Regions from separate parts of the Mus musculus genome. Here regions 1, 3 and 4 are each linked to region 2. A link is a contact called in public HiChIP or PLAC-seq data. All regions are on one chromosome and are shown on one strand. The core of a region is the stretch at or near the end of the contact, and the rest is flanking DNA. Distances in the headings are between cores, read along the strand shown.

What was found. HiChIP or PLAC-seq counts read pairs in DNA pulled down with a chosen protein or histone mark.
Region 1: an H3K4me3 HiChIP or PLAC-seq map of embryonic limb bud shows a contact between it and region 2, with 4 times the contacts expected there. The contact joins the enhancer-like site here to the promoter of Hottip in region 2. A contact is called at or near these places in 9 of 39 promoter capture datasets (the C10 cell line, HPC-7-derived erythroid cells, cranial neural crest and 6 more), 4 of 484 Hi-C or Micro-C datasets (the AML12 cell line, the Ba/F3 cell line, bone marrow-derived macrophages and 1 more), 9 of 115 datasets of contacts at active chromatin or transcription factors (bone marrow-derived macrophages, craniofacial prominence, embryonic basal ganglia and 5 more) and 2 of 9 other capture datasets (adipose tissue and embryonic stem cells).
Region 3: a contact with region 2 is called in an H3K4me3 HiChIP or PLAC-seq map of embryonic limb bud, with 6 times the contacts expected there. The contact joins the enhancer-like site here to the promoter of Hottip in region 2. A contact is called at or near these places in 17 of 39 promoter capture datasets (the 3T3-L1 cell line, 3T3-L1-derived adipocytes, the C10 cell line and 12 more), 1 of 15 datasets of contacts at CTCF or cohesin (pro-B cells), 82 of 484 Hi-C or Micro-C datasets (the 3T3-L1 cell line, the AML12 cell line, the AtT-20 cell line and 51 more), 12 of 115 datasets of contacts at active chromatin or transcription factors (bone marrow-derived dendritic cells, bone marrow-derived macrophages, embryonic basal ganglia and 8 more) and 1 of 9 other capture datasets (embryonic stem cells).
Region 4: a contact with region 2 is called in an H3K4me3 HiChIP or PLAC-seq map of embryonic limb bud, with 4 times the contacts expected there. The contact joins the enhancer-like site here to the promoter of Hottip in region 2. A contact is called at or near these places in 5 of 39 promoter capture datasets (the 3T3-L1 cell line, the C10 cell line, cranial neural crest and 1 more), 1 of 15 datasets of contacts at CTCF or cohesin (large pre-B cells), 9 of 115 datasets of contacts at active chromatin or transcription factors (craniofacial prominence, embryonic basal ganglia, embryonic forebrain and 6 more) and 1 of 9 other capture datasets (embryonic stem cells).

What each region holds. Positions count from the first base shown.
Region 1 is chr6:52,778,178-52,781,284 of GRCm38.p6, reverse strand. The region is part of intron 3 of Jazf1 (JAZF zinc finger 1); the gene reads left to right. Among named protein-coding and RNA genes, the nearest start is that of Gm52904, 19 kb to the left of the region's middle. Within about 2 kb of position 1,569, at least 7 of the 459 cell types and tissues checked have an H3K27ac peak or open chromatin away from gene starts, as enhancers often do. A contact at or near this core is called in embryonic limb bud, where this site is marked.
Region 2 is chr6:52,260,893-52,264,339 of GRCm38.p6, reverse strand. It overlaps Hottip (Hoxa distal transcript antisense RNA), which reads right to left and starts at 1,565. Exons shown (of 2, transcript NR_110442.1): 1 at 1,476-1,565.
Region 3 is chr6:52,986,190-52,989,395 of GRCm38.p6, reverse strand. The region is part of intron 1 of Jazf1 (JAZF zinc finger 1); the gene reads left to right. Among named protein-coding and RNA genes, the nearest start is that of Gm33219, 11 kb to the right of the region's middle. Within about 2 kb of position 1,790, at least 5 of the 459 cell types and tissues checked have an H3K27ac peak or open chromatin away from gene starts, as enhancers often do. A contact at or near this core is called in embryonic limb bud and regulatory T cells, where this site is marked.
Region 4 is chr6:52,886,300-52,889,797 of GRCm38.p6, reverse strand. All of the region lies in intron 2 of Jazf1 (JAZF zinc finger 1), which reads left to right. Among named protein-coding and RNA genes, the nearest start is that of Gm52903, 22 kb to the right of the region's middle. Within about 2 kb of position 1,772, at least 17 of the 459 cell types and tissues checked have an H3K27ac peak or open chromatin away from gene starts, as enhancers often do. A contact at or near this core is called in embryonic limb bud, where this site is marked.

The DNA.
Region 1 (3,107 bases), core at 320-2,819, 520 kb before region 2:
TCCGGCTGATATGTCTGCCAGAACCTGAAAGGTCTGAGTGTGCTGTTACCACTGCTGCTTGAATATTAATGACCCAAGCAATTAAAACATGGCATATGGGTGTTCTGGAAAGGCTAGCTTATTTATCCAGATGCCACAAGTGCATTTAGAACTACAAAGGAGGACTAGGGCGTTCTATAGCAATAAATGACTGTGCAGGGAAGTGAGAGAAGAGAGTGGAGGAGGAAGGACAAGGGTAGAGATGACCCTTGTGGCCCATGGGAACAAGTGACAGAAACAGCAGGGCTTGTGGACAGTGACATGGGGTCTGCCCAAATGGCAGCTGTGAACAGGTGTGTGTGTAACAGGTGTTAGGGGAACACCTTAATATTTTTCTCATGTGAGTCACAAAACCAATTTCTTTAAAAACTTTTTCAGACCACCTGTGGGAGTTTCTGGGCTGTCCCACAGAATGTGACAGAGTTCCTGTGCTGTCCCTCAGAGTGTGACAGTTTCTAGGCTTTCCTACAGAGTGTGCCTGAGTTTCTAGGCTGTCCCTCAGAGTGTGACACTTTTTTCTACTAGCCCCGCTTACCTCTCAAACTGGAAATGCTGCATGCGCAACCAAGGTCCAACTCTTCAGACCCAGTTCCCACTGCCTAACAAATAGACCCAATTCTCACTGCCTAACAAACAGACCCAATTCCCACTGCCTAACAGACCCAATTCCCACTGCCTAACAAACAGATCCAATTCCCACTGCCTAACAAACAGACCCAATTCCCACTGCCTAACAAACAGACCCAATTCCCACTGCCTAACAAACAGACCCAATTCCCACTGCCTAACAAACAGACCCAATTCCCACTGCCTAACAAACAGACCCAATTCCCACTGCCTAACAGAGTTTGAGCACACTGTCCCCACACCCTTTTCCCTCCCCCCTTTCTTAGTTCCTGAACTGGCTTTGTTGTGGTTTGTTTTTATTTGTTTGTCTTGAGACAGGTTCTTACTATGTAGCTCTGACTGTCCTGGAATTCATTATGTAGACCAGGCTGGCCTTGAACTCACAGAGATCTGCCAGCCTCTGTCTCCTGAATGCTAGGATTAAAGGCATACAACTACCATACTGAGCTTCTGAACTGGCTTTTCTAAAAGTGTTGCATGTAATAAGTATGTGCAATATGTGTATGTAATATGTATATGTAACATTATGAGTGAGTTTCTTACACTGCCATCCATTTACTTGAGTACTTACTACATGTCAGCCCTCCTATGCAGGGGTGCTGTTGAGTATACTTCTAACCTTTAAATTATATTTGCAAAAAGAGATTTGTACCACTTTCATGAACAATAAAAAGCATGTGCCCTACCCCTCAGCTAACAAAAGCCAACATGTGAGCCAGCTCGACAGCGCTTTGTTCTAGGAGAGAACTAAACACAGGTCTGTCTTGTACATCACCTCCCAGCCAAGGGAGGCAGTAAGTCTCATGCAGTCCCCTTGGGGCCCTGTGACACAGTGCCCCACTCATGTTAGCACTGCCTTTGACTCAGACCGTGCCCTGTACCCCACGGTATGGCATCCCTGCCGGCCTGCTTTGCCTATGGCCCATGTGGTTTCCAGCAACACTGCTCCTACCCCCTCAGGGTCTGGTCCCTTTTGATCCAGTTTAGTTTTAAAGTTTTATCTTCTACTGGGCTTCATTAAGGGGTTTCCCACCTCCTCCCCCAAGCTGTAAATGCTGAGTGGTTCTTGATGTTCAGGTGAACAAATTAGCCCAATTAGATGGGAAAATTAGTTGTTCTTACTTTCTGAAATCCTGCTGAAGGACCTTTCCAAATCACATTTACTGCTTTCAAACTGGCATTTTAAAGAACTCCAGCATGTGGCCTCTGTTTAAGAGCAAAATGTCTTATGCAATACCCTGCTTACAAATGGTTTTAGAGGTTTGCTCGGGACTGACTGGGAAAGCTGTGTGGCCAAGTGATGCGGAGTCTCTGGTGCAAGCATTACCAAGCGTGCTCTACTTTTATTTTAGATGATGGCGGGTGTTATATACAGCAGGGTTGACTAAAACCCACTTTTAATCCTAAAGCCTCATTTTAAGCAAATGTTTTCTCTGCACCTTACCCTCTACCACCCCACACCCTCACCAAAAGTTCTTAGCAGACACAGAAAAGCCTGCTAAATGGTAAAGAGTAAGTGGTAAAGACCCAGCAAATGTGGAGGAAGAGGGACCCTGAGGAGGAGCCCATAAGCTGTAGGGTTATCGGGATGCAGCCGAAGGAACGGGCATCCCTCCATGGCTAATAGAGCAGACACATCTTACCCTGCACAGGGGTCAGCTGCTTCTCTACCTCAGCATCACTCCAGGACTGAGTGAGAGGAGGCATAGGGTTTACCTGAAACATCATGGGCACTCAGTAAACACAGTCACTCCTTCCTGGACCTTTGCAACGCTCAGCCTCAGATGATGGCGTCCTTGGCTGCTGGCTCAACTGCTCTTCAAACAGTCTTATTAATGCCTATTAAAATGAAACCCAATAAAAGTGCCAATATTTGGTGTTGAAATAATTGATGTTGCAGAGCGAGCCAATGAAGCACCTAGGCAGGCCCCTGGCGCAATTTAGCCTCACACCTGGGGGATGAATTTCACAACTGTAATTGCTACCATATAATTCTTATTAATGTTGTGCTATAATTCCTATTTATTCCACGGGGCTTGTAAATGCATTAGGACTTGTCAACATATTATTTTACACTGTTTATGATCTGTAGAATTATGTCCTTCAGGGTTGTATTGTGCAAAAGTGCAAAATAAATGGCTTTGGGCCTCCCTCATTAAAGAGAGTAAAATAGGACCACTGTTGACGAGGTTCTCCACCCCAGCTGTCCTGAACCAGGAAAGCCGATTCTTAATTCAACTCTGGGCAGAGCCCCTTTCATCTTTAGGAATATAAAGGATTCATCTTCCACTCTGAGTAGTCATTCCACGAGTCAGGCCTGTTGGGAAGTGTGTGGCTGGAAGGCAGATGAGATAGGTGGGTGGGAAACGAGTGTTTTCTCTCCAGGAAGCCAGACCTGCACCTCAGAGCTCTGGACATTCCCTGCTTCCTGGCTTGGGGTA
Region 2 (3,447 bases), core at 316-2,815:
TGAACAAAGGCTGGGCTGTAGCCATGCTGCCCTTGAAGGCCTTCGCTGAGAAATCTGCATGCATCAGACAAAACTGGGGCATCAGTGGAGACTTCTCTAGCTTCCACCCCAGCCTGGCTCTTGGCTCCAGAGCTCCTATGGCCACTATTGTCTGAAGGTGACCGTGAATGCTCTGACTTCTCTTCCCTAAGCCATGGAGAACCATGTTAAGTTGTTGGTGTTTCTGCAAGAAGAACCCCAAGCCTGAAGACAAAAAGAGCTCAGAAAGTCAGGCCCTGCCAGCTGGACAGACACACAAATTTTCCCTGTGCCTTTGGTAAATGAGGAAGAACACTGGATGAGACTGCTGGCTCTTTAAGAGTCAGGCTTCATCCTCCAGCCGTTCTTTTCCCACACCAAGCTGGTCTGGTATAGTCTGGAGCATTGTATAAGAAACCATTAATGAATCTCTTCTCTCCCTCTGAAAGTCTGAGGAATTGCTGTTTTACAGTGAGTAGAATTTCTAGAAAGTCTTACCCCAAATTATTCCCAGAGTTCATTCTAATATGAGAAACAATTTCCAATGATGCCTACAGCTCAATTACTAGCAGGACATGCAGATACTTTAAAACAGTGAAGAAGCAACCCAGGAAAGGGAGAAGGAGCTAGATATGCTCCTATGCCCTTGATACAAGCCTAGTAGAAAATCCACATCAATGTATGAGATTTAAGACAGGGGGAGAACAAGGATGCTACTTTCTCTAAATAATTCTGTCTTGGGTTTTCTCTCTCTCTCTTTTAAATTGATAAGAAAATATAAACTTCAGTAATTCACATTCCAAGTCCTTCCACGACAGGGATACCACGTGTAGGAAGCAAAGCCCACTGAATTCAAAGATGCAGCCCAAAGCCTCCCCGCTGCTTCGTTCTTCCCAGACAAACCTGCTTCTGATTCCTCTGTGGAAAAAGATGAGTTCCTTTCTCACCATTTTTGGAGCCGGAGGGACCCAGCCGACTTTGGCAGTCTGTAGAGCTGAGGCCCTTCCCCTGAGTGCAGGGCTCCCGGCTCCAGTGAACTGAGGGGGAGGAAAGAACGTGGAGCTGGTCTTGGCTGCTGTGTGGACCAGCAGTACAGCCACTGCCAGAGGTGAACTGGCATAGGCATCGGCTGGTGGAGCCTTCCTGAGCTGTGTTTTCGTTTTTTCCGAACCTAGCTGGAAAACTTCGGAGGTTCAGAAACCCAGCTAAGAGCAGGGCGGCCGACAGAAAAGAACCAGTCCAGCCTGTAAACACCGCCCCCAAAACTCTACAAAGAGAGAGGGAAAAAAAAAAGATGCTGAGAAACCAAACAGAGCCAGAAGCCAGATAGCAAAGGATGGGGGAATTGAGAGCGAGGGGAGGTGGGCAGTCGGCTCTGTCTCTGGGCTTTCATTGTAGTTTCTCACGCTGACTAGACAGCAACTTTCAACTTGACCTTGGCCTCCAGCGTGTCTGACCTGTATGTAAACTGCCCTCGAGTCTCCGAGAGTCTCCGAGAATTGGAGCCTGGAACCGTACTTCGTCTCTTTGTCACTGTTGAGTTTTACAATGCCACTTAGAGGGAGGAAGGAGTGGGGGGACGGATGAAAAGGGCTCCAAAGTAACACAGAAATCAAGTCTTCACAGAGGTTGGTTCTTTAGTCTGCAAATGGTCAGGCAGTAAGAAGGTAAACTCGGGGCAAATCAATATTTACCCAGGACCGCTAAAGTCAGGAGAGAAAGGACTCCCTGGGTGTGGGGGAGAATTGGGTGTGGGGATCAGGGAAGGTTTTATTGGGCGACACTTAACATTAGTCAGAACAAACCCAGGATCCGGGCAGATAAAAGCCTGAGCCTCGCCTTACTGGTCCCAATCTTACCAGAAGCCCAGGGGGCTTACAGAGCAGCAGATGAATTGGGTGGTATGTCTGATGCTCTAGCTTAGGGCTAAGTCTACAAGCTAGGACTAGAGAACAGGTCCAAGCCTGGCTGCCTACCAGAGCATTTGAGCAAAGATAGTACAGAACTCTTCCCAGTCTATATTTTCCAGAACGCACCACTTTCACTTTGACCATTTGTTCCCCTCTGGATGTCTGACCAGTTCACACTTGCACAACCAGAAATGCATGTAGTCCTAAGGAGGCAGGGTCCCCAGAATCCTTTATCAAAACACTGCATCCAAACGTTGCTCTCCCAATACAAACACCCCACCAAGCTCAAGGTACAGAGGAACTCATCAGCTGAACCCCGGCACCTTGAACCCACTACAGGCTGAGCCCCTATTAGGAGAAAAACCATGAAAGGATCCCAAAGAGCCTTTTTCTCTTTCCCCAAAACGGAATGCAACAGTGGATTGCCAGGTGTCTGAAGTGTCCAACTCAGGATCTATGGAGTGACTTGTAGGAAGTCCCAGAACCGTGGCTGGAGTTCCAGCCAGCAGCCCAGCTGGGGCCTGTTCCTCTTAAACCCCTTCAGGAAAAGGCAGCCGGACTCCTGAGACAGGAGTGTGAGTGAATGGTGCTTTCTTCATCTGAAATCCTCTGCGGACCAGAGAGAATAGCTGCTGCATCGGAATGAATAGCGAGCTGTATATACAAGTTGGACAATGTGGCAGTATGCATCTCTCTCTCTCTCTCTCTCTCTCTCTCTCTCTCTCTCTCTCTCTCTCTCTCTCTCTCTGTGTGTGTGTGTGTGTGTGTGTGTGTGTGTGTGTGTGTGTGTGCGCGCGCGCGAATATTTGCGCTCGCGTGTGTGATGAGTGTAGGAGATACAATTAGTTGTTCTGATCTTCTGAGTCCTTAGGCCTAATTGAAATTGTCCTCTAGAGCCTGAGAACAGGGAAGGGAGCTCCCAAATGCAGCCCAAACTTCCCAGAGAAATGTCCTGGGACCCTTGCTCCAGACTTCTCCTGGAACCAACAGGAAACAAACGCCCTTGTTCCCCAGGGGGGGGTGGGGAGTGCAATCTCGGCCAGGCGAAAGCTCCCACATCCTTGGGAGGGTCTAGCTGCAGAAAGATGTATCCATCCCTGGAAAGAAAACAGCCCCAGAGGTCCCTAAAACATGCCAGGACATCCTGGGCCAGTCCAAGGCCAAGGCAAACCCTCATTCCTGGCCACTGGAGAATTTACCTGACTTGTCCCCACGACCTCAGGTCGCACCCCAACCGCAGCCGCTCACTGCCCCTCCCAACCTCCGCGCGAAACCCGGGAAGGGATCGGGGTCCCTGTGTTCCCAGCCCCACCCGCCCTAGTTTCTCCCCCCCACCCACCCCCGCCTCCTCCGTGGGTGACTGCTGCGCGGCCGCGCGGCGGGAGCTAGAGCTGGCGCAGAGGACCGCGCGGGCGGCGGCGGGGACGGCGGGCCCAGCGCGGAGCCGAGCCGGAGCCTCCCGCTTTGCATACGCCGGGGGCGGGCCGGGGGCGGGCCAATGGGCGGCCGCCTGGCGCGA
Region 3 (3,206 bases), core at 541-3,040, 720 kb before region 2:
AGGGAACTGGGGCAGAGAGGAGAGAGGCCACCTGGTGATATGCACACAGAAGCCAGGGAAAGTGGGGCTTCAGGGGGTCTGGCAGGCTGGCATGTTATTTGGTGGCTAGAGCCATTTCCTAGGCTTAGTGGCTGTGAAGAGTGGAATACAGTGGACATGGGCAGGCCTGGGAAGGGGCAGGAGCACCTGAGAGATGCACAGAAAGCTTGTGAGATGGTTCTGACTCCTATGGGCAGGGTGGCAGCCAGGGAGGCAGGCCTGCTTGACTGAGTGGCTGGCACCATGCACACCCATTACTGCAAGCAGAACAGATCAATATGGGCACTCTTGAGAGTGGGCCAGGGTATACCCCAAACCCAACATTATTGTTGTGTTACTGAGTGGTTTTCCTAGTGGGTTTTTGTGCTGGTTTTCCCATTTCTCCCCACTCTGGACATACAATAGTGGTGCACTTCCTAGCCCCTGGCTGGCGTGGGGGACATATTACTGTGCATCTGTGTGTTTGTAGACTCCTCAGCTAGATGGGAAGGTTGACACTTGATAGAAAGCTTGGTCCACAGAGCTGATTGGCCAGTGGATTCCAAGTAGGTAGTGGCATGTGATTCCTGACCTTGTCACTTAGTAACTGTGACAGGTAACCTTCAGCAAAAGGCTCAACTTTTTTCCTTGTAGACAAAACTAGTGATTCAATAATGGGGTTATATAATGGAATGGTCTTTAGTGTTTGCTGACTGTAGTTAATGAAGGTATCAAAGCTGTGGGGGAATGTGAGGCCTCTGTCATAGCCTCCAGCATGGCCAGGACTGGGACTGGCTGCCCACCTCTGTCTGAAACACTTGTGCCTCACAGCCTGACAGTCTGGAACCCAGGCCGTGTGTGCCCGAGCAGAAGCAGTGTCCTGATCTTGGTTAAAGAACATTGCTAAGTGGGCAGGGGGACTCTATGTCATGGCCATACTCCTGCATGCACGTGACCTTCCAGGCCCAGGCAAGACCTGTATCTGTCTACCTGGTTCCTAGCTCCCCATTCCCTGTCCCATCTCCACTGAGTTCCCCAAATCCTGACTTTCTCAGAGGCCTTAGACAGCCTGGTTCCTCTTTGCCCTGTCCTCCATAAACATCCAGTTTTAGAATGCTGCCATTTCTTTTCCCTCAGGACAGAGTATATTAAGTTAATATACCTCTGCTGTTGTTCCATTGTGTCAGCGTGTGTTACTTCATCTATTTAAGGAAAAAAGCTCCAGGCAGGGCTTTGGTGTAACTCATTTATACAGGGCTTAGTAAAATGCTCTGTGGAATTAAAGACACCTAATAAATGCTTTCGACTGTTGAATGATGCGGTAATCATTTTAATGGAGGCTGATGTTGTATGTGTTTAAACAAATGGCAACTTTTCCAGCAACATTCTGGCAAATTAGCAGCTTCTAAATTAAAAGAGCTTTGCTTAGAAATTAAATTGTGTGAACTGTGGCAGCATCAGTATTTATTGCAGAGCTGATTGAGGCAGAGGCCAGAATGCAATGGTAGAAGCCAAGGTTGAATTTTTACCACATTTGTTTGTTTTCTGAAAAGGTGGTTGGTATGTCAGGAGTTGGATGGGTAAGGGGGCAGTTTAAAGGTGTTGTTGTGAATTTAATGCATATTTTACGGAGTTGGTTTAAAAGCGTGGGTATTGGGTTAGCAGATGTGGCTTGGCACCATTGCTTCCCACACATTTGCCCTTTTCATTAGAAATGTGTGCCTGATGTGGTGCAGATGTAATTGGAACTGCTTGGTAATATTTTCCACAACCTGTTTTTAGTAATTAGTCTAGAATTTAATGCTTCAAAATGCCGGCTTCTTTTTTGGCAGCTTCATAAACTATGTGCCACTTTCACCAGCAGAGGGCAGTATAAGCCAGCCCTTTATTCCCAGTCAGCTCCCGAGGCTGTGTTGCAAGAACAGGGAGCTAGGATTCTTGTGTGGGTAGGATTTGAGAGTTACTTTTTAAAAATTAGCTGAAAATGAAAAAAGTTTAAAACATTCTTTTCGTGGCCACTTTTACCAAGGAAATGGATTTTTCAGAACAGATTTGAGCTGTCAGGGTTTTTTTGTTTTGTTTTGTTTTGTTTTGTTCCACTATTTTTGTAGAACATGATTTTGGTATTTTCAACTGTTAATATTCAACAAACATAATAATTATTTTAAGATATATTTCATTGTTATGTCTCCCTTTTCAGTTCTGATTTTATTAATTTGGATACTGTCTCTGTGCCCTCTGGTTAGTCTGGCTAAGGATTTATCTATCTTGTTGATTTTCTCAAAGAACCAGCTCCTAATTTTGTTGATTCTTTTGTATAGTTCTTTTTGTTTCCACTTTATTGATTTCAGCCCTGAGTTTGATTACTTCCTGCCATCTACTCCTCTTGGGTGAATTTGCGTCTTTTTGTTCTAGAGCTTTCAGGTGTGCTGTCAAGCTTCGAGTGTAAGCTCTCTCCAGTTTCTTTTTGGAGGCACTCAGAGCTATGAGTTTTCTTCTTACCACTGCTTTCATTGTGTCCCATAAATTTTTTGGTATGATGTGTCTTCATTTTCATTAAATTCTAAAAGGCCTTTAATTTCTTTCTTTATTTCTTCCTTGACCAAATTATCTTTGAGTAGAGTGTTGTTCAGTTTCCATGTGTACATGTGTTTTCCATTGTTTTTGTTGGAATTGAAGACCAGCCTTAGTCCGTGGTGATCTGATAGGAGGCATGGGATTATTTCAATCTTCTCATATCTGTTGAGGCCTGTTTTGTGGTCAATCATATGGTCAGTTTTGGAGAAGGTACCATGAGGTCCTGAGAAGGTATATTCTTTTGCTTTAGGATGGAATGTTCTAGAAATATCTTTTAGATCCATTTGGTTCATAACTTCTGTTAGTTTCACTCTGTCTCTGTTTAGTTTCTGTTTCCATGAACTGTCCATTGCTGAGAGTGGGATGTTGAAGTCTCCCACTATTATTGTGTGGGGTGCAATGTGTGCTTTGAGCTTTAGTAAAGTTTCTTTATGAATGTGGTTGCCCTTGCATTTGGAGCATAGATGTTCAGAATTGAGAGTTCATCTTGGTAGATTTTTCCTTTGACCCGTATGAAGTGTCCCCTCTTACCTTTTTTGATAACTTTTGGTTGAAAGTTGGTTTTATTTGATATTAGAATGGCCACTCCAGCTTGTTTCTTGGGACCATTT
Region 4 (3,498 bases), core at 523-3,022, 630 kb before region 2:
GTTCCTAGAAAGGCCTTCAGGAGAAACTGAAACTGTGTACATCCACTCCCCATTCATCCAACTTACAACATAGAAATGTACTGAGCAATGGCTACTGCTGACTGTCTCACCATAGCTAGAGAAACTATGAGAAGATGAGCATTAGGCTCTGAACAGTAGGACATTCAAGACTGATCCCTGAGAGAAGGGACACTTGAGGGGGTGGCACCACAGTCATCTACACCACATGACTGTAGTGTGAAGGGCGAAGCCTAAGCAGAGCAGAGCAGCCTCTGAGAGCTGAGTAGCCGACATCAGAACTAAAGCTACAGCTGTGGGCACTGTGACTCCTGTGCACTCATCAGAGGGTGACTGAGGCTGGGGGACTGCTGCAGACTTTCTAACATCTGCATGGGGTAGGTACTAGTTACTTTCCAGTTGTTACCAGAATACACAGCCATGACCACAACAGCTTACAGATGAGAAGGGTTTCTTTGGGCTTGCAGTTCAGGTGATGGGCAGAGGCAACAAGCGGCAGCTGGAGCAGCTGGAGCAGCTGGAGCAGCTGAAAACTCAAAGCAGAGAGAGAGAAATCAGAATGGCAGGTGGCTTTGAAACCTCATAGCTTGCCACCAGTGACACCTCCTTCAGCAAGGCCACACCTTCTAATTCTACCTGAAAAGTGTCACTAACCAAGGAATCAAATATCTGAATCTATGCAGGGCATCTCATTTAAACCACCACAGGGTCCTCCACCAGGCCAGGCTGAATACACTGCGCATGATGAGGGTAAGCAGCTCCTACATAGGTGGAAATAGAAGAAAGACCACCTTATATCCCAGCCTGATCGGTATGTTAATTCTCCATACTCATGGTTCTGGTCTCAGAAAGGGCTCAGCTTAGAAATAAATACTTTATTCTTTGAGCAATTGTGCTTGAAGCCAAGATCCCCTAAGAACCTCAGAGGAGGCAGAGTAAGTTAGATGGTCTTTGGATATAGTTGGTGTTTCTACAAACTTCACCTGATCAAATATAAAATCTGTATGAGTTCAATATGATTGGCCAAAAACTGAACTAGCTGCTAAGACAAACCCCAGCAGTCTTCACGGCAGTGTTCAGCATCACAACATGCATTGTGCAGTCAGAGGTCACCAGATGTGACCAGCATCACAACATGCATTGTGCAGTCAGAGGTCACCAGATGTGACCAGCATCACAACATGCATTGTGCAGTCAGAGGTCACCAGATGTGACCAGGATTTTCTCATAGGTAAGAGAGGCAGACTCAGTGGAGGCCCTGCCTGGAAGGTTTAAATGTTGCATGGATGAGAGGTGGACTTGAAAGCAGCAGCACCATGTGTTCAAGGATTTGGGGGGAAAATACACCAAGAGCTTGTTTTGAATAAAAATAGAATGAGTCTGGATCCTTTGTTTTGATTTCTCCTTCTACGGAATATAAACTGTTAGTGGAAGCTTCTTCCATTGCCACTTTTCTCCTCACTCCAACACCTCACCTAATCCTCCCACCCTTCTCTCTTGCTTTTTCACTTGGACTAAATTTTTACCAAATCATAATTAGTCATTGCCTTGTAGAACACACTATAGTTAGGGATGCTTGCACTAGACTTCTCTTATTTATACAAACAAGACTGAAGCATTTGACTTTTGAATCTAAGTGCACAGATTTCTTTTTTCATAGGAGCACCTGTTTATGGTCTTCTAAGAGCAGTCATATTTATTGCAGTACAAGCTACGCTTTCCTAGCCCCTCCTTTGTCTACCAGATCTGAAGTCTCTGCTAGTGCCCCAGCCCCAGACTGAGGTTGTAGCCTAATGCATGCCATAAACATGTTACATGCTGTTAGGTTTCAAATGCCAGACATTGAGCTACCATTTTCTTAGCCCATGTTTTATGGACATCCATTGAAACAAAGCTGAGGTGGCCCCTTGCCAGATTTCCCCCATAATGCCTCTCTCCCAGCCTGGCCTGCTCACGGTGCTCTGCAGGGACCATATATTCTTGTGGGACAGTGGGAAGCTGAAAAGAGAGCCCTCTTGTGTTTTGGCTTGCTGCAACAAAATTTGGTTACATTGCTTGCAGAAAACACACTGTAGGGAAGCAGAGTCTGCAGGAGTGGGCAGATGGTGCACACGGCAGGATGGGTCTCTAGCCTGCAGAGATGGCAGCTCATTCCTGGCCAGCAGTGCTCTCAGCGGCTTGCTCACACTCACACTGGCCTTGCTTCCAGCCAGTTTACTTTGAGTCTCCTGTTTACTCATCAGTATTTCTGAGTAATCTTGCATATCTTTGAGTCCAGTTCTAAACTGTGTAGCTTTTTTTTCTTGTTTTAATTTTTTTTTTTTTTGAGATTGGATTTTTTTCTTTTCTTTTTTTTTTTTAAATTAGGTATTTTCCTCATTTACATTTCCAATGCTATCCCAAAAGTCCCCCATACCCTCCCCCCCTCCCCTACCCACCCACTCCCACGTTTTGGCCCTGGCGCTCCCCTGTACTGGGACATATAAAGTTTGCAAGTCCAATGGGCCTCTCTTTCCAGTGATGGCTTACTAGGCCATCTTTTGATACATATGCAGCTAGAGTCCAGAGCTTGAGCTTCTCTTGTGTAGCATCTGTATCCACTCCATCTGCTCATCTTACCATTGCCTGCCACCCCCTGCTTAGCACCCTCTGTTTTCAGGTGACTAGGAATTTCCCAAGCTCCCTCCCTTCTGCCATTCTCAGTAGTACCTACAGTTTCCATTAGAAGAGATCTCAAAGGACCTGTCTGTCAGCCCCATACATAGAAGCTGTCCATGTCTAGCCCTCTGCTTGGGTACTTTCTCACTCCACTCTGGCCTTGATAATCCTGCTCATCCAGATACAGTAAAAGCTATTTTATGAAGGGTGCCCCTCCAGAAATTATTTATGTCATTGGTCAAATTTATTTTCCAAAATTATAGCATTGATATCATTTACTATGGCTACTAAATAATGTAAAAAATTTAAATGTATACAATATATTTGAGGATAGCTTTTCTCCCAGTCGTCTACAAAACTTACCACACCAAGTAAATAAATGCCAATACCATGGGGGGTGATTCTATTTTATCCATATTCTCCCTACATGCAGATATGTTTGTAGGCAAGATATTCCAGGGAAGTGCCTGAAATGTGCCTAATGGAGGGAAGATACATCAATCACACACCTGAACAATTCTCTTTTGTTTTTCTTTAATATCCTTCTAGATCAATATATATAAATCTACTACATTTTAAGTTACATTCTAAGACGTGAATATGTAATGTTAGCCTACCTCTTTAACCATTGATTGTTAGAATGTTTTTGTGCCCGTTACCACTAATAAACCCACAATAGGGATTAATCATTGTTTGATAGGGTAGTGAGGAGGTTTGAATATGCTTTGCCCAGGGATTGGCACTATTAGGAGGTATGGCCTTATTGGAGGAAATGTGTCACTATGGGGATGGACTTTGAAACACCTCTCCTAGCTGCCTGGA